Regions from separate parts of the Mus musculus genome. Here all the other regions are linked to region 4. Evidence: chromatin contacts called from public ChIA-PET and promoter capture Hi-C data. All regions are on one chromosome and are shown on one strand. The core of a region is the stretch at or near the end of the contact, and the rest is flanking DNA. Distances in the headings are between cores, read along the strand shown. Region 1 holds the start of Klrb1b (killer cell lectin-like receptor subfamily B member 1B). Region 2 holds the start of Clec2i (C-type lectin domain family 2, member i). Region 3 holds the start of Clec2g (C-type lectin domain family 2, member g). Region 4 holds the start of Cd69 (CD69 antigen). Region 5 holds the start of Klrk1 (killer cell lectin-like receptor subfamily K, member 1).

What was found. Promoter capture Hi-C pulls out the DNA fragments that hold promoters and counts their contacts. ChIA-PET counts read pairs in DNA pulled down with a chosen protein or histone mark. Capture Hi-C pulls out chosen DNA fragments and counts their contacts.
Region 1: a contact with region 4 is called in a promoter capture Hi-C map of neutrophils. The contact joins the promoter of Klrb1b here to the promoter of Cd69 in region 4. A contact is called at or near these places in 19 of 39 promoter capture datasets (the 3T3-L1 cell line, 3T3-L1-derived adipocytes, the C10 cell line and 14 more), 2 of 484 Hi-C or Micro-C datasets (B cells and bone marrow-derived macrophages), 14 of 115 datasets of contacts at active chromatin or transcription factors (the 230-238 cell line, CD8 T cells, the SCID.adh cell line and 11 more) and 4 of 9 other capture datasets (adipose tissue, liver, macrophages and 1 more).
Region 2: a contact with region 4 is called in an RNA polymerase II ChIA-PET map of memory CD8 T cells, with 771 read pairs. The contact joins the promoter of Clec2i here to the promoter of Cd69 in region 4. A contact is called at or near these places in 14 of 39 promoter capture datasets (3T3-L1-derived adipocytes, the C10 cell line, the HPC-7 cell line and 11 more), 3 of 484 Hi-C or Micro-C datasets (B cells, bone marrow-derived macrophages and nephron progenitors), 9 of 115 datasets of contacts at active chromatin or transcription factors (the 230-238 cell line, CD8 T cells, DN3 thymocytes and 5 more) and 3 of 9 other capture datasets (adipose tissue, liver and macrophages).
Region 3: a contact with region 4 is called in a promoter capture Hi-C map of adipose tissue, with 4 times the contacts expected there. The contact joins the promoter of Clec2g here to the promoter of Cd69 in region 4. A contact is called at or near these places in 7 of 39 promoter capture datasets (the 3T3-L1 cell line, embryonic stem cells, hippocampal neurons and 3 more), 1 of 115 datasets of contacts at active chromatin or transcription factors (pancreatic cancer cells) and 3 of 9 other capture datasets (adipose tissue, liver and macrophages).
Region 5: an RNA polymerase II ChIA-PET map of effector CD8 T cells shows a contact between it and region 4, with 7 read pairs. The contact joins the promoter of Klrk1 here to the promoter of Cd69 in region 4. A contact is called at or near these places in 2 of 115 datasets of contacts at active chromatin or transcription factors (effector CD8 T cells and memory CD8 T cells).

The regions. Positions count from the first base shown.
Region 1 is chr6:128,824,847-128,827,608 of GRCm38.p6, forward strand. It overlaps Klrb1b (killer cell lectin-like receptor subfamily B member 1B), which reads right to left and starts at 1,469. Exons shown (of 6, transcript NM_030599.4): 1 at 1,313-1,469. The coding sequence starts at 1,400.
Region 2 is chr6:128,886,259-128,888,958 of GRCm38.p6, forward strand. It overlaps Clec2i (C-type lectin domain family 2, member i), which reads left to right and starts at 1,329. Exons shown (of 6, transcript NM_020257.2): 1 at 1,329-1,408. The coding sequence starts at 1,377. All of the region lies in intron 1 of BC035044 (cDNA sequence BC035044), which reads right to left.
Region 3 is chr6:128,933,048-128,935,747 of GRCm38.p6, forward strand. It overlaps Clec2g (C-type lectin domain family 2, member g), which reads left to right and starts at 1,334. Exons shown (of 7, transcript NM_027562.4): 1 at 1,334-1,435. The coding sequence starts at 1,370.
Region 4 is chr6:129,274,115-129,276,814 of GRCm38.p6, forward strand. Cd69 (CD69 antigen) reads right to left here and starts at 1,255. Exons shown (of 5, transcript NM_001033122.4): 1 at 1,108-1,255. The coding sequence starts at 1,171.
Region 5 is chr6:129,621,262-129,623,961 of GRCm38.p6, forward strand. It overlaps Klrk1 (killer cell lectin-like receptor subfamily K, member 1), which reads right to left and starts at 1,422. Exons shown (of 8, transcript NM_033078.4): 1 at 1,276-1,422. The coding sequence starts at 1,312.

The DNA of each region.
Region 1 (2,762 bases), core at 219-2,718, 450 kb before region 4:
TTAGTTCATATTGTTGTTCCACCTATAGGATTGCAGACCCCTTTAGCTCCTTGGGTACTTTCTCTAGCTCCTACATTGGGGGCCCTGTGTTCCATGCAATAGCTGACTGTGAGCATCCACTTCTGTGTTTGCCAGGCACCAGCATAGCCTCCTAAGAGACAGCTATATCAGGGTCTTTTCAGCAGAATCTTGCTGGTTTTCTTATACCATTTTCAACAAGGTCTTTTCTCCACTTTTGTTAGGCATGATGGGAAAACAAAGACTTGCTTTTTCCCAACACAAAATAGCTGACACCATCACTCCCCGTGGAGTTATCTACCAGGCCCTCTTCCACTCTCCACTGACCCTTACGTAAACATTATAATGAAATTTATTTGGTGACTCTGAGACTTTCTCCTTGACTCAAACCTTTGACAATTTAATAGTTTCTAACAAGAACCACTAAAGTTGGAAGTCCACATGTTACAACACATAGAGAACATCATATTGGAAAACAACTGCCCTGTGTTCAGTTAGACAGCAGACTAGAATTTTGTTTTCATGATTATTTTATACACTCTCTACCTGAGTTTCTGTTCTCTTACATCTCAGCCATCCTTATGTCACATACTTCACCTCTTGGTAGACTTCCACATTTCTTTTGCTAGAATCATTAAATCCTCTGGTGGACAAGAGTGCTACTTTTGGCCAGCATTGAAAGATTAATTCCCAACTGGCTCAGGTAACTTGTGGTTCCTCCACTTATAGCTGTTATACTTTGCAAGAGAGAAAGAACCAGCTTTTTAACAAATTGAATAAATTTTAATATATAAAAATTACTGGCTTTTAATTTAATTCAGACCTTTCATTTTTACTATGACTTTCCCCACAACGAATGTCTTCCTTTTCAGGCGACAAAGACATTAACAATGACGTCTACACACTTCACTGTGAAGGGAGAGCTGGGGTTGCCACCAAGGTAGAACGGGATCGTAGTGTCCATGTTCTGTAGACGAATTTGGAATTAGCAATGGAATGCAGCAAGTATCTCTTAAACCACCCCTTGGCTCATGGGAGTAAAATATTCTTTCTTAGAATTCTTAGCAAAGGCAGAATAGGAGAAGTAATGTTCGGATTTCCTTCTGACTACACGAGTAAAAATGGACTCTATGGCATTTGTAGAACTGTGGTTTTCTGCAGGCAGGATAGCTATACTATTTAACTCTAACATATACCTGCTTGTCACCTTTAAATCAATGACTTACACCCATAAGTTTTGGAGGATAATCTTAACTCTGGAAGATAATTCAAATGCCAGAAGCAAGCTGCTTACCTGGGGAAAGAGATGGAGGTGAATCATGCTTAGGTTCTTGGATCCTGGCTAGGTTTAAATCTGCATAGACCAGTGTTGTTGAATCCATTGTAGATGGAGGGACTTGACACCGGCCTCGTGAACAGGGACAAACTTTGAGTCCTGTGAGGTGAAATGAGCCAAAAAGGAAGTCCGCTGGGTATGCTGTGCTGTGTGTGTCCACACCCGCCCACACTGGTGGCTGAGGGTTTCTCCATAGCTATTGACCTGGTGTCTGTCCTACTCTCAGGCTTCCTTTTCTTTTTTTCTTTAGACAAGAATGTGCCACATACAGAACGTACGGTTTGGTTTCTAACAAATTTCTGGAAAGGTCTTTCTTATGTTCTTATTCCTCTAACCATCCGTTATGAGTTATCCTCTCAGATCTCCAATGAGTGAAATATTTATCCTGAGTTCAAATTTACCTTTCCCTCAGCCCCCAGGGATTAAGATGTGTGACATTTTATTCTATGTTATGAAAATGTGGATTAGGACACAAATGTCCACGGTACTATCTGACGTGAGTTGAAGCTCTAACATCCTCCTGAAATTTGCATACTGTGAAGGGAGCTGTGGATTGTGGAGATGCTGCTGTGGTGAGAACCCATGGCAACACAACAGGAAAAGCAGCAGGTCCCACTCAGTGCTGTTCTGAGCTAAGGGCTCCATCATTCAGAGCTCAGGGAGTGGAGGACTTGGGTCTATGGGATGTGCTAACTCATCGAAGGATTTGTAGGCCTAGAGCCTTAGAGCAAGGACCACAAATGCCCCCATGTCGGGTATTGTCATATCACAAGTGAAAAAGAAGAAGAAAATCAAGGATTTCCTTAAAGCCACTTTCTGTGGTCAGAGTGGAGTTGAACAAGTATCGGGTACTGGCAGCAGTCTGCTGGCTGTGAGTTCTAGGAGACAGGGGATGTGTACAGACAACTTGGGGCTCACACTCATTTTTCCATGACCATAATGACTATGAAGTATGGGTAAGCCTGTGTTAGTATCTCACAGATCACTTAAGACACTGTGAAATGTCCTCAGCTGTCACTGATGACAGTCCCCTCACTCAATACTCATGCTATTGAAACCTAAGACTTCAACAAGTGTATGGGATTCTCCAGACTTGTCCATCCTGAGAGATCCTATGTATTTATTTTGCTCAGATTACTAAACCTAGCAGGCAACAGTACTAATTTCAACCAGTGCTGAAATGTTAGTGTATATATAAATTTCAAATACATCAGGACCTCAGGCTTTAGTATATATAAGAATCACCTGAAAGTTTGTTAATAATTCACTTCCTATACTTAACCCTCCTCTCTTCCCTAGATATCACGAGTATCTTCAGTGGGAAATGTGTGAATAACATTCCAAATATTTGAGGTGGCTCATGGATTATGCTTAAGCAAACAGCCTTCGGGTCAGTGAATAAGAGGAT
Region 2 (2,700 bases), core at 79-2,578, 390 kb before region 4:
AGGGAAGAAGATGTGTTACATTTACACAATGAAATATTACTCAGCTATTAAAAACAAGGGCTTCATGAATTTTGCTGGCAAATGGATAGACCTAGAAAATATCATCTTGAGTGAGGTAACCCAGACCCAAAAGGACATACATGATCTGAACTCACTCATAAGTAGTTATTAGCCCAAAAGCTCAGAATACCCATGATACAAGTCACAGACCATATGAAGCTTAACAAGAAGGAGGCCAAAGTGTAGATGGTTCAATCTCACTTAGGAGGAGAAACAAAAAATCATGGGAGTCGGAGGGAGGAAGGGACCTGTGTGATAGAGGGGAGGGGGAGGGAAAAATGGGTGGGCAGGATCAGGTGTGGGAAGAGACAGGAGAGAAGTCCAGAGGGCTAGCTGTATCAACTAACTGCATGCCCCAGAGCTCCTAGGCACTAAACCGCTAATCAAAGTGTATCCACAGATGGGTCCATGGCTCCAGCTGCATGTGTAGTAGAGGACTAACTGCCTCATCCTGCTTCAGTGGGAGGGGAGGCACTTGGTCCAGTAGAGGCTTGACACCCCAGAGAAGGGGGATGTTCTAGGCTCTAGGCTTGAGGCAGGGGTAGGTAGGTGGGTGGGGGAAAGGAAGTGGGGAATGACATGAGGGGTTCATGGAAAGGAGGTGAGGAAGGCAACAACATTTGAAATGTAAATAAATAAAGTAATTAATAATAAAAAAGAAATGTTCTCAACAGTAAAGTTTTGGCGAGGCAAAGAGAAAGTAGACAGGCATAGTAGAGAAAGGTCAAGTACGCCTAGTGATCTTCTGCAGTGAATAGAGTTATATTTGACTGGTGTCCAATGGCACAGCTGAATGGTAGACTTCACACTTCTCATGTACAAAGCTCTGAGTTTGATCCCTGTCACCACACACAATAAAAGTGCCTTACACACACACACACACACACACACACACACACACACACACACACACACACAAGGCCGGGCAGTGGTGGTGCACACCATTAATCCCAGCACTGGGGAGGCAGAGACAGGCAGATTTCTGAGTTCAAGGCCAGCCTGGTCTACAGAGTGAGTTCCAGGATATCCAGGGCTACACAGAGAAACCCTGTTTCAAAAAAGTTACTTTTTGTACCTTGAAATCTAAAATATGTCTCAACTCTGTTTATTTCTTTTACAGTATAACATGCTCCCCCTCCCCCCACCCCGCCGCAGTTTTTCAGTTCCAGATCTAGGTAGGCACCCAATCTCTGGCAGCTTATCAAGTCAGCTGATGTGAAAATCCGCCCACAACTCACAAAATATAGAGGGAAGACAGAGGGGAAAAAGGGGCGGGCTCATTGCTTCAGCAAGAAGATAGTGGTGCAGAGCCTCCCATGCCAGATTGCTTGGAGACAGGAGAAAAACTGTACGTATTTAATGAAATGCTAACTAAACTAAAGTGGGGGAGGCTTCCTCAGGGGAGCTGGATCTTGCTCCTGTTAGCCTGCCATAGTGGGTCTCTATAGATCAGCTGAGGCTGGGGTGGGGTGGACGGTGGGAGCTCTGCTGTGGTCGGAAAGTACCGATGCCACTCTGTGCTTTCTGGTATGGCCAATGTTACTTAAATACGATTGGGAGGAGTGCAACCTTTTGAGTTTGTAAATCAAAGCAGGTGCCCAGATTCCTGGAGGATTGACTGGAGGACCTTGGGGGTGCTCTGGCCCACCCTGCCACCCAGCCCACACCTTAAGTGCCCCTCCTCCACACCTACCTACAACTTTCTTTTCAGGCTCCCACAGCACTCCCCCTTCCCCAAACCTCCAAGCTTTTGGAATTTCTCTCTTCCCAAGGACACGGGTATCAGGTAATACTCTTTCTGGCCTTAAATGACTCTTGTGGCATCAGGGAAGGATCAGTTTTTTTCCAGTAGGGTGGGGGTGGGAGATTTATCCCATCTACAAATCCATCTACAGTTTTAGTTCACTGGGTGCTGGGAATGAACCAAGTCCTCTCTCTGCAAGAGCAGCAAGCTCCCTTCCCTGTTGAGCCATGACTTTACCCCCACTTTAATACTTTTGTTTAGGAATAAAATATCAAATTTCTTGAAAAGCAGAGTTCACAATTGTTGTTAGATCAATGGCCTAGTGGCAGCCTGAGGATACCAGGCAAGCTCCTTCAGAGTGGACAGCCTAGCTGCTAAGATGATTGGAAATACTGTTCTGGGAGGTGGGGGACAGGTCGAGGAAGAGGGAGACCTAACCATGCCTCCCTTCAACCCTAGGGCCCTACTCCATGCCATCCTGTGCACACCTAAAGTACCCTCCTCCACGGCTATCCTGGTCCCTTAAACAGACCCTTAACCAGAGTGTAAAACAGGGTCTTCTTGAGGCAGAGTAGCAGGTATGATTGGCCTGCTGCCTTTGACTGTGAGCTATAGCCAGGTTCCACCAAGTCCCATACTCCTCACAGTAAGCCATAGCACCTGTTGTGTTGGGAAAACTTAGAAAAGTAAAGATTTCCTTTGTTCTTCAGACTTTTCTATGGGTTAAAAATGGCAGCCAGGTCCTCACAGCACAGGCCAAGGGACATAAAGCAACTGAATTTGGTGAAAGTTACTGTATCTGCTGTCTCACAGTGGTCTCTCTAGAAGCCACCGCAGCTTCTCTAATGTTTTCACCTCCTCTGACTCATACCCAAAGAGAAAGGTCGTGAGTAATA
Region 3 (2,700 bases), core at 84-2,583, 340 kb before region 4:
TTATGAAGTAACAACAAAGTAATTTTATGGTCGAGAATCATCACAGTGTGCAGAACTGTATTAAAGTGTCACAGCATGGGCAAGGTTGAGAAACACTGGTCTAGAGGCATTCCTTGTGGTGATAAAAGTGGCAGTGGGCATTATCATTCTGTCTCCACACCAGTAGCAAAATGTTTCCATATGTAAACATGTAATATTAGACAGCCTGAGTCTGTAGTCCTGAGGCAGGATCTGGCTCCCGAACAAAGGATCTCTTATTCCCTGAGAGGCAAGAAGTGTGTTTAGCTCTGACTGTGATCCCCAACTCTCTCCTTTCTGACTCTGTCTCCTAGAGATTTTGTCTCTGGGCTTTTTAACACAGAGACTCCTCTGACCTTGCTCTGGGTGTCCCTGTAAATAATGCCCTCAAAACTCAGAGTTGTAACACCATAGGGCTCACCTACCCTGAGGATCACTGTCTGATGTGTGGTATTCAGGGCAGGAAAGAATTGGTAATATTTTCTTTTTGTTGTTTTTGTAGTTGTTTTGTGTGTGTGTGTTTGTGTGTTTTTTTGTTGTCATCTTTTATTTCCAAATTGATTCCCGCTGGACAGTAAAACTGGTCTCATCATCCAGCCCCTTTTGGCTTTGTTAAAATCTCTTTGTCTACAGCATTAGTTTCACTTCATTACAGTCTAAGGAAATGCCTTTCTTTTTTTTTTTTCCATTTTTTATTAGGTATTTAGCTCATTTACATTTCCGATGCTATACCAAAAGTCCCCCATACCCACCCACCCCCACTCCCCTACCCACCCACTCCCCCTTTTTGGCCCTGGCGTTCCCCTGTACTGGGGCATATAAAGTTTGCGTGTCCAATGGGCCTCTCTTTCCAGTGATGGCCGACTAGGCCATCTTTTGATACATATGCAGCTAGAGTCAAGAGCTCCGGGGTACTGGTTAGTTCATAATGTTGTTCCACCTATAGGGTTGCAGATCCCTTTAGCTCCTTGGGTAATTTCTCTAGCTCTTCCATTGGGAGCCCTGTGATCCATCCATTAGCTGACTGTGAGCATCCACTTCTGTGTTTGCTAGGCCCTGGCATAGTCTCACAAGAGACAGCTACATCTGGGTCCTTTCGATAAAATCTTGCTAGTGTATGCAATGGTGTCAGCGTTTGGATGCTGATTATGGGGTATGGATTTGGATCCAGGGATCCACCCTATAATAATAAATGCCTTTCTTACAATGAGTCAAACAAATTTGCACAGGAAGGAGGAGCTCGAGCTACCAGATTGGCCGGTTGGGTTGAGTTGATCAAATCCCATATATTTGTGCCTGTCAGCTTTCAAGTTTCAATCCTATAGTGGTAACTCAGCTTCTCAGCTCTGAGATGAACATTACAAGGGCTTCCCTACCTATGCTCAACACCACTTGCAGCTGCAGGAGGGAGAAGTGGGTACGTATTCAATACTATTTGAACCAAACTATAAGAGCAGAGAGGAGCTTCACCAGGGAAGGAAGGCAAAAGAGCTGAACCTTGAACAAAATAAGGACAGAAGGGCGTCTGTGAGCCCGTCACTGCGGGTCTGCAGAGCAGGAGAATGCAGTCGGGATTAGCTATGAGGTTGTTACATTAGTTATTCTATTGGAGTATACAATACTCGAATAGTTCTCAGGCAAGAGAAATGAACAGTGAGTCACCTTCTAAGAGCCAGAGCTGTAGCTACAGCTTTCGTTCTTTGTACTTATCTTGCTAGTCCACTCTTCTCAGAGATCTGGTAAATTACAGTCTGGTGGATTACACCAAATTGCTGTAGTAAAAGTTTGCTTTACATGTCCCTGAGTGAAGGAAACTCAGACAACAGCTTTGCAATGTGCATAGTGACAGAAGTTGCCTGGGAAGCTTGGAGCGTGTGTTTTGCAAATCCATTGTAATTAAAATTGAATTGTAAGGAGGTGGCATGGGGTGGGGGTGGGGGTGGGGGGGGGCTGAAACTTCCCTGGACCAATTCCTTCCCATTTTGAGTTCTTGATAAGTTACAGAAAAAGAATATAATGGGGTTTTCTACTTCAGCCTTCAGAAAGTAAGCAAAATTATGTTTCTTGTGTTTCAAACTGTATATGCTTCATTATATTGTGTTCCTTTATGTCTCTTTTTGTCATTTATTGAAGAATACTGGATTTTGAGAAAACAAGATTGATATTTATCAATATACAAAATTCACAGCAAATGTTAATGCTTATCACTTAAAGCAAGTATTCTGACTGAAACTATTATTATTATTACTGATAATGATGATGACGATTGATTGATTCTTCAGCATTTCCAATAATGTTAGGAAAATGACATCTCAAGAAGAGGAAATATGAAGCATTTAGTCAATAGAAACTGAGTTTAGGTAAAGAAGCAACAGGTTAAATCTTTGAAAGCTTGAACTTGCATATTGTTTTTGTGAGGTCATTAAGAAATCTGGCAGTCATGAGGGTGGTGGTGGTGCTTGCCTTTAATCCTAGCACTTGGGAGGCAGAGGCAGGCGGATTTTTCAGTTCGAGGCCAGCCTGGTCTACAAAGTGAGTTTCAGGACAGCCAGGACTATACAGAGAAACACTGTCTTGAGAAACCAAAAAAAAAAAAAAAAAAAAAAAAAATTCTGGCAGCCCTAGCTAGTTAACGAATTTATTAATGTGTAAGTATCATGGTGGATTATCTTAGGGTAAGGA
Region 4 (2,700 bases), core at 5-2,504:
ATTTGGTCTTTCCTTCATTCCACTATTTATTATAGTTTCATTATTATCTGCTTTTTAAAAAAAATTTAAGTGAGACATATAGGTATGGGTTGCTTAGGTATCTAAAAATGAATATTGTAGACTTTATATCTATGTTTTTGACTTCATGCTCTCAAAGAAGGGATGAGATTTTAAAGGTAACTGAGACTTTTAAAAAATTTTTTATTTTTAATTTTTTTACACAACAAGACAACTTGACAGAGAAACTCAGAAAATAATTCGTTCCTCACCAACTATCTTGGCGGTGTTGGTCATAGCAAATCCCTTTATTAACTGGATCGCTCGTGCTTTCAAATAACTCTCATTCCCAAGTGCTAAGTGCTGGAGGGCTCCTTACAACTCAGATAGAAACAGACAGAAGAGACAGAAATGTGAAGGGTGATCATGCTTTTGTAAAAAGGAAGAAAAATATATAGTCATAGAATTTGAAGTGATTCATTGGAGGAGAGAGACAGAACAAAATGTAAGGAGGAGATTCCATAGGTCTCTGCAGAAGATGACATTTTAATGACAGGGTTACATTCTAATGCATCACCATATGACACTGCACATGTTCAGGTGTGTGTAATGCTGTTTTCTCTGAGCCTGGAGACCCGAATGCTGCTAACCACTGGAGGATTCATGAGGAGAACACTAATGAGGGAATACACACAGAAAGCAGGCAAATGGATAAGGAAAGAGCAAGAACGTAACTCTTTGTGTGAAAAACAGAGTTCTTCATAAAGAAAAGGATAAAACTTACTGATGATGGTGGTTATGGGAAAACTATAGAGAATAACTAGGTCAAGCCAGGCAATTTATCATTTATCATTTAAATCCACGAGTTGAGATGTTACAAATCTATTCAAAGGAAAAGTCCTTTCAAGATCATCTGAAAGTCATATAGCTCTCTCTCATACAAGTATCTTGTCTTCTCATAGCTAGAGAGGTATTTACCTATGCCCAGTTTCTCTTTTACTGATTGAAACAGAACATAACCAAGTCCTCTGATAATCTCTCCATTCTCCGCTCTATTCCACACATCAAATGTAGAGATCATTCCAGAATGTAAGAAATCACATGACTTACCCTTCTGCCCTCTCTCCAGATGTGAAGAGCTATTTTCCGTTATAGAACAGTTTTCAGAATCCATCCTTTTTAATTTTTTTCCCCTCAAGGTCCCTGGCGACTCTCAAGTGGTCCACGGAGAGATGTAGCTGGAGCTGTCTTGTTCAGTGTCTTGATCTCGGAGGATTTCAGCCTTTATACTCGATTAGGCTCCACCCCTTCCTCCTACCCTGTACTCACTCAACTCAGCCAGTTCTCTTTAATTTATGCTCCAGCGGCCTAGACACTTCACCGTGTGTTGTTGTGGTGAGCTGCGGGTTTTCCCTGCTGTCTGAAATGTGCTTTCTCACAACTGTAGCTTCAAGAGGAAGAGATAAATGGGATTTTCCCAGAATCGAAGACATCCTTCCACAAACTTTTAAAAACACAAATAACTTAGGAAATGGTATAATCTAAACAAGGAGCTAAAAGTTTGAGATTGCTGTATTTGACATGGAAAAGCACTGGAAGAGAGAGTAAAACTTTTTCATGCAATCCTTTGCATTGGTTTCTTTGTATATGTAGGCAGGTACAGGCATTTATTGAATACCCATTATGTACCAGGTGCTGTTGGTGGCCAGAAGATGTACTGTTGAGTAGGGATTTTAAAATCTCTATCTTTGTGGCTCTCTCTCTCCCTCTCTCTCAATTGGACAAGTTTTATTTAGTTAATTATGGATTTAAAACGTGTGGCATTCACTTCTTTTTTCCCCAGAGACTAGTTCTTTCAAGTGTCAGGAGTTGCTTTAGTGCAGGAAACAGAAAGCTTGTGGTCTGAAACTTCCTCGGTGTGATCTAAAACTGTTTCTCTTCAGTTATCTATTTCATCATCCCTTGCTCATTTTCTTGTCATCCTCCACTGTCAAACTTACTTTGTCTCACTGCAGAATATCTCCTTCTATTTCCCCATGTCCTTTTCAGGTGTCTGTGGCCTCGGATATTTGGAAGATGATCCCTATACACATATCTTCCCATGATATCCATCTCATTCAGATAAGTTATTGAGCACCACATAAATGCAGAAAATGTCTGTTTTGGTAAGTCAAGTGTGAGGATCTTAAAAAATTACAAGCATGATTTCTTACATTCTGGAATGATCTCTACATTTGACATATGGAATAGAGCAGAGAATGGAGAGATTGTCAAAGGACCTGGAGTAAAGTTGTCTGGTTTGCCTTTGTGAAGATATAATGCTTAGGTTGCTTGGAAGGTACCGGCACAGACAACTGAGGTGAGCCAGCAGGTGGATTTGTCTGCTTGAGACACAGACAGGTACATGCTGGTCCTAATGTGCCTTTTTGTTCTCAGTATCTTTCCTGCACAGCAGCTGGGATGAGATTAAGTATGTCATATCATCTTGTTGAGAACATTCAGCTCACCAAAGGCTTCCTAATAAAGGTTCCTTAAAATCCAAAGACCTTACAGCCAAGAAGAACCTCTACATTGGCCTCTGGGCACTTCCTCTATTACTTTCCCTCTACAACAGAGAGCTTCTTCTTATTCCATAGGAGTGCCCAGGAGCCTGCCACTGCAGGGCCTTTAGGTCTTTCGGTTGTGTCTTAGCGGTTCTTTTTC
Region 5 (2,700 bases), core at 172-2,671, 350 kb after region 4:
CTGATGCAAGTTCACAGACTTTCTGCCATTTGAAAAATAAGTCTCTGACTTTGACCTTGTCTTTCTATGGATATACTTCCCATGAACATCCTTTTAAAGGGCAGCATGTGTTTCCTTTGCTTTTGTTACCTTATTATTAAGATGGTTATACTTTCTAACAGACATAAAAATGCTTATTCCTTGGAGAATTAGAGTTAGCAAAATAGTACGGAATTTTGAAATAAACCAGTTCATAATGTAAAATGAAATCTAACATCAAAGCGGACTTTATGCAATGGAAGGAAATAGAGGAAGATGGATATATAATTACACAATACACCTAGATGTAATATTGATAAGTAGAAGTAATTTAAATCTGTATTCAGATCTCTACAGTATAGAAGAGAAAAGCATCAATACAATAGCCTATGGACATGATAACAATGAAACAAAGCATGATGACCTTGGTATGAATAATGCCAACTCTGTACAAGAGTAAATACTAGTGTGCCAAATTCTTTGAGAGTTGGGAGCATATAAAGACCCGAATGGTATATTCCTAAGTCTTATAATAAATATGACAGTCTTGTCTTTGAACAAAGCAAGTTGGAAAAAAAAATTTTGGTTTTTTTTTTTCTTAAAATTTCCATTGTCAATTTGATCATTGTGTAAATGAAAAGATTTTATCAAATTTATTTTAGGCTTAAATATTGGCCTTAAACATTGTTTGCATATAATTCAATTATAAGACCCGAAGAGTACAGGTTATTATGTTTAGTGAAAATTTTGAATGCCAGAGATATTCAGCATAGTATCTATGAGCAATTCATAACACTTTTTAGAATAAGAGGCACTTTTAAGTTCTATATTCCATGAGTTGCATAGTCTAGGATTCTGCTAAGGTAAATTCAGAATGATTTATTTTTCTATTGGTATAAACAAAATGAAAATGCACAGAGACCATGGACTGCCCCGATTTAAAGATGGAAAGCTTGGAAAGTTTAATTAAAATTCAGCTCTTCTGATTCCAAGTGCTATGCCTTTTCATTATTCCAACCCATCCTATGTTATAAATGATTTCACAGTGGAGTAGGTAGATGATGAATTAAAGGGAAAAAGCTTTCCACAATCTCAAAAACTAAATTTTAAATGCATTATAAGTATAACAGGAAATGAACATAATGAGAAAAACAGTTAAGCGGTTTCCCATGTTTATCATTGCCTCGTAGAGATAGATGCTGGGTATATTAACACTACAGAGCAGTAGACATATACATTCATATGGACACAACATACCTGAGTGATGAGACTTTCGATCACGAATCAATGCCATTATGTGAGAATTATGAGAGATTTACTTCAGAAACTGATCCAGGTTGTAGTTTTTGTTATTTATTAACTAACATTTTTTAAGACAGTGTATCTCTCTGCAGCCATGGCTACCTCAGATTTACAGAGATAATCTGCCTCTGCTTCCTGAATGCTGAGATTAAAGATATGTGACACCACTTCCGAATCTGTCCTAATTTCTGTAATACACAAAAGACTCATATAGACAAGGTAAATTCTAACAGATTTTTTTTCTGCTGTCTCTATGGTGAGATGAAAATATTTGTTTTAGACAAGTATAATATAGAAAAGAATTTTCTTTAAATATGAAATAATGGAAATAACAGCTCATCCAAGACAGGGGGAATTTAATATTTTTATGGTAAAATAAAGACTCACTATTTCAAAATACAGTTTGAATAATTGATTAAAATCAATTAAGTATTTTTAATTTATTTACAATGAGATAGTTAATAAAAAATTTTGGCTTCCTGACATTGAACTTCAGCACATAAAATGTTTTGTTTGTAGTTTTTACTTGGTGATGGATTTTTTTGTAAGATAAATAAATGTCAGATACATAAGTTTCTGTTGTAGATTTTCTCATCTTTTAGTAAAACTTCTGTCTATCACCATCAATAAAATGTTACCATTTTCATCATGTTTTATTGTTACATTGAGTGGTGTAACATCTGCATTCAAATAATTTCATAGATGTGTATATTGCAACATTTCCATTGTCTAGAAGTGTTCCCATAGAGTAGCTGTTTAATATATAGTGCTCAGGTCTTTAAAATGGGCACTATTCATACATGAATATGATAACTGAATGAAATGCACACTACTTGTCTCTTCATGAATGTGAAGTTGTGTTAGCTCTGAAGTAAAACGACCCCTTCATAAGATTATTTCATTTGTGTGTTAATTCTCAGTCAAACGTCAGCCTTCTAATTCCCAAAATATACTTTGCTTAAGAGGTAGGGCCTATTATTTCAGCAACATAACTTCTTACTCTTCAGTAGGACTGCCCTGGTTATGGACACTGGATATAGTGATACAGAGTATATCAAACCTCAGACAAGCAAAGCACTATTTGCCTTCAGTATTTCTACTCAAACATGTAAGCTACAATTACCTGGCATGTAAATAGTTATAGAACTTTCCTGACTTGACATATAACTCCTATTTTATGGGAAAAAAAGCTGTTAGAAATATATGTATAAGTATGTAGACTCACAGACCTGAGCAGAGAAGGGAGATCCTGTTTCTTGTGAGTCAAAGCCTTCAACTCAACTAGAAAATGTGGGCCTTGTCCTCAGAAAAAAATTGGAACTGAAAGTGAAGATGTTTGAGTAATTTCATCTCCGAGGCCGTTGTGAAAGGGTCAGTTTC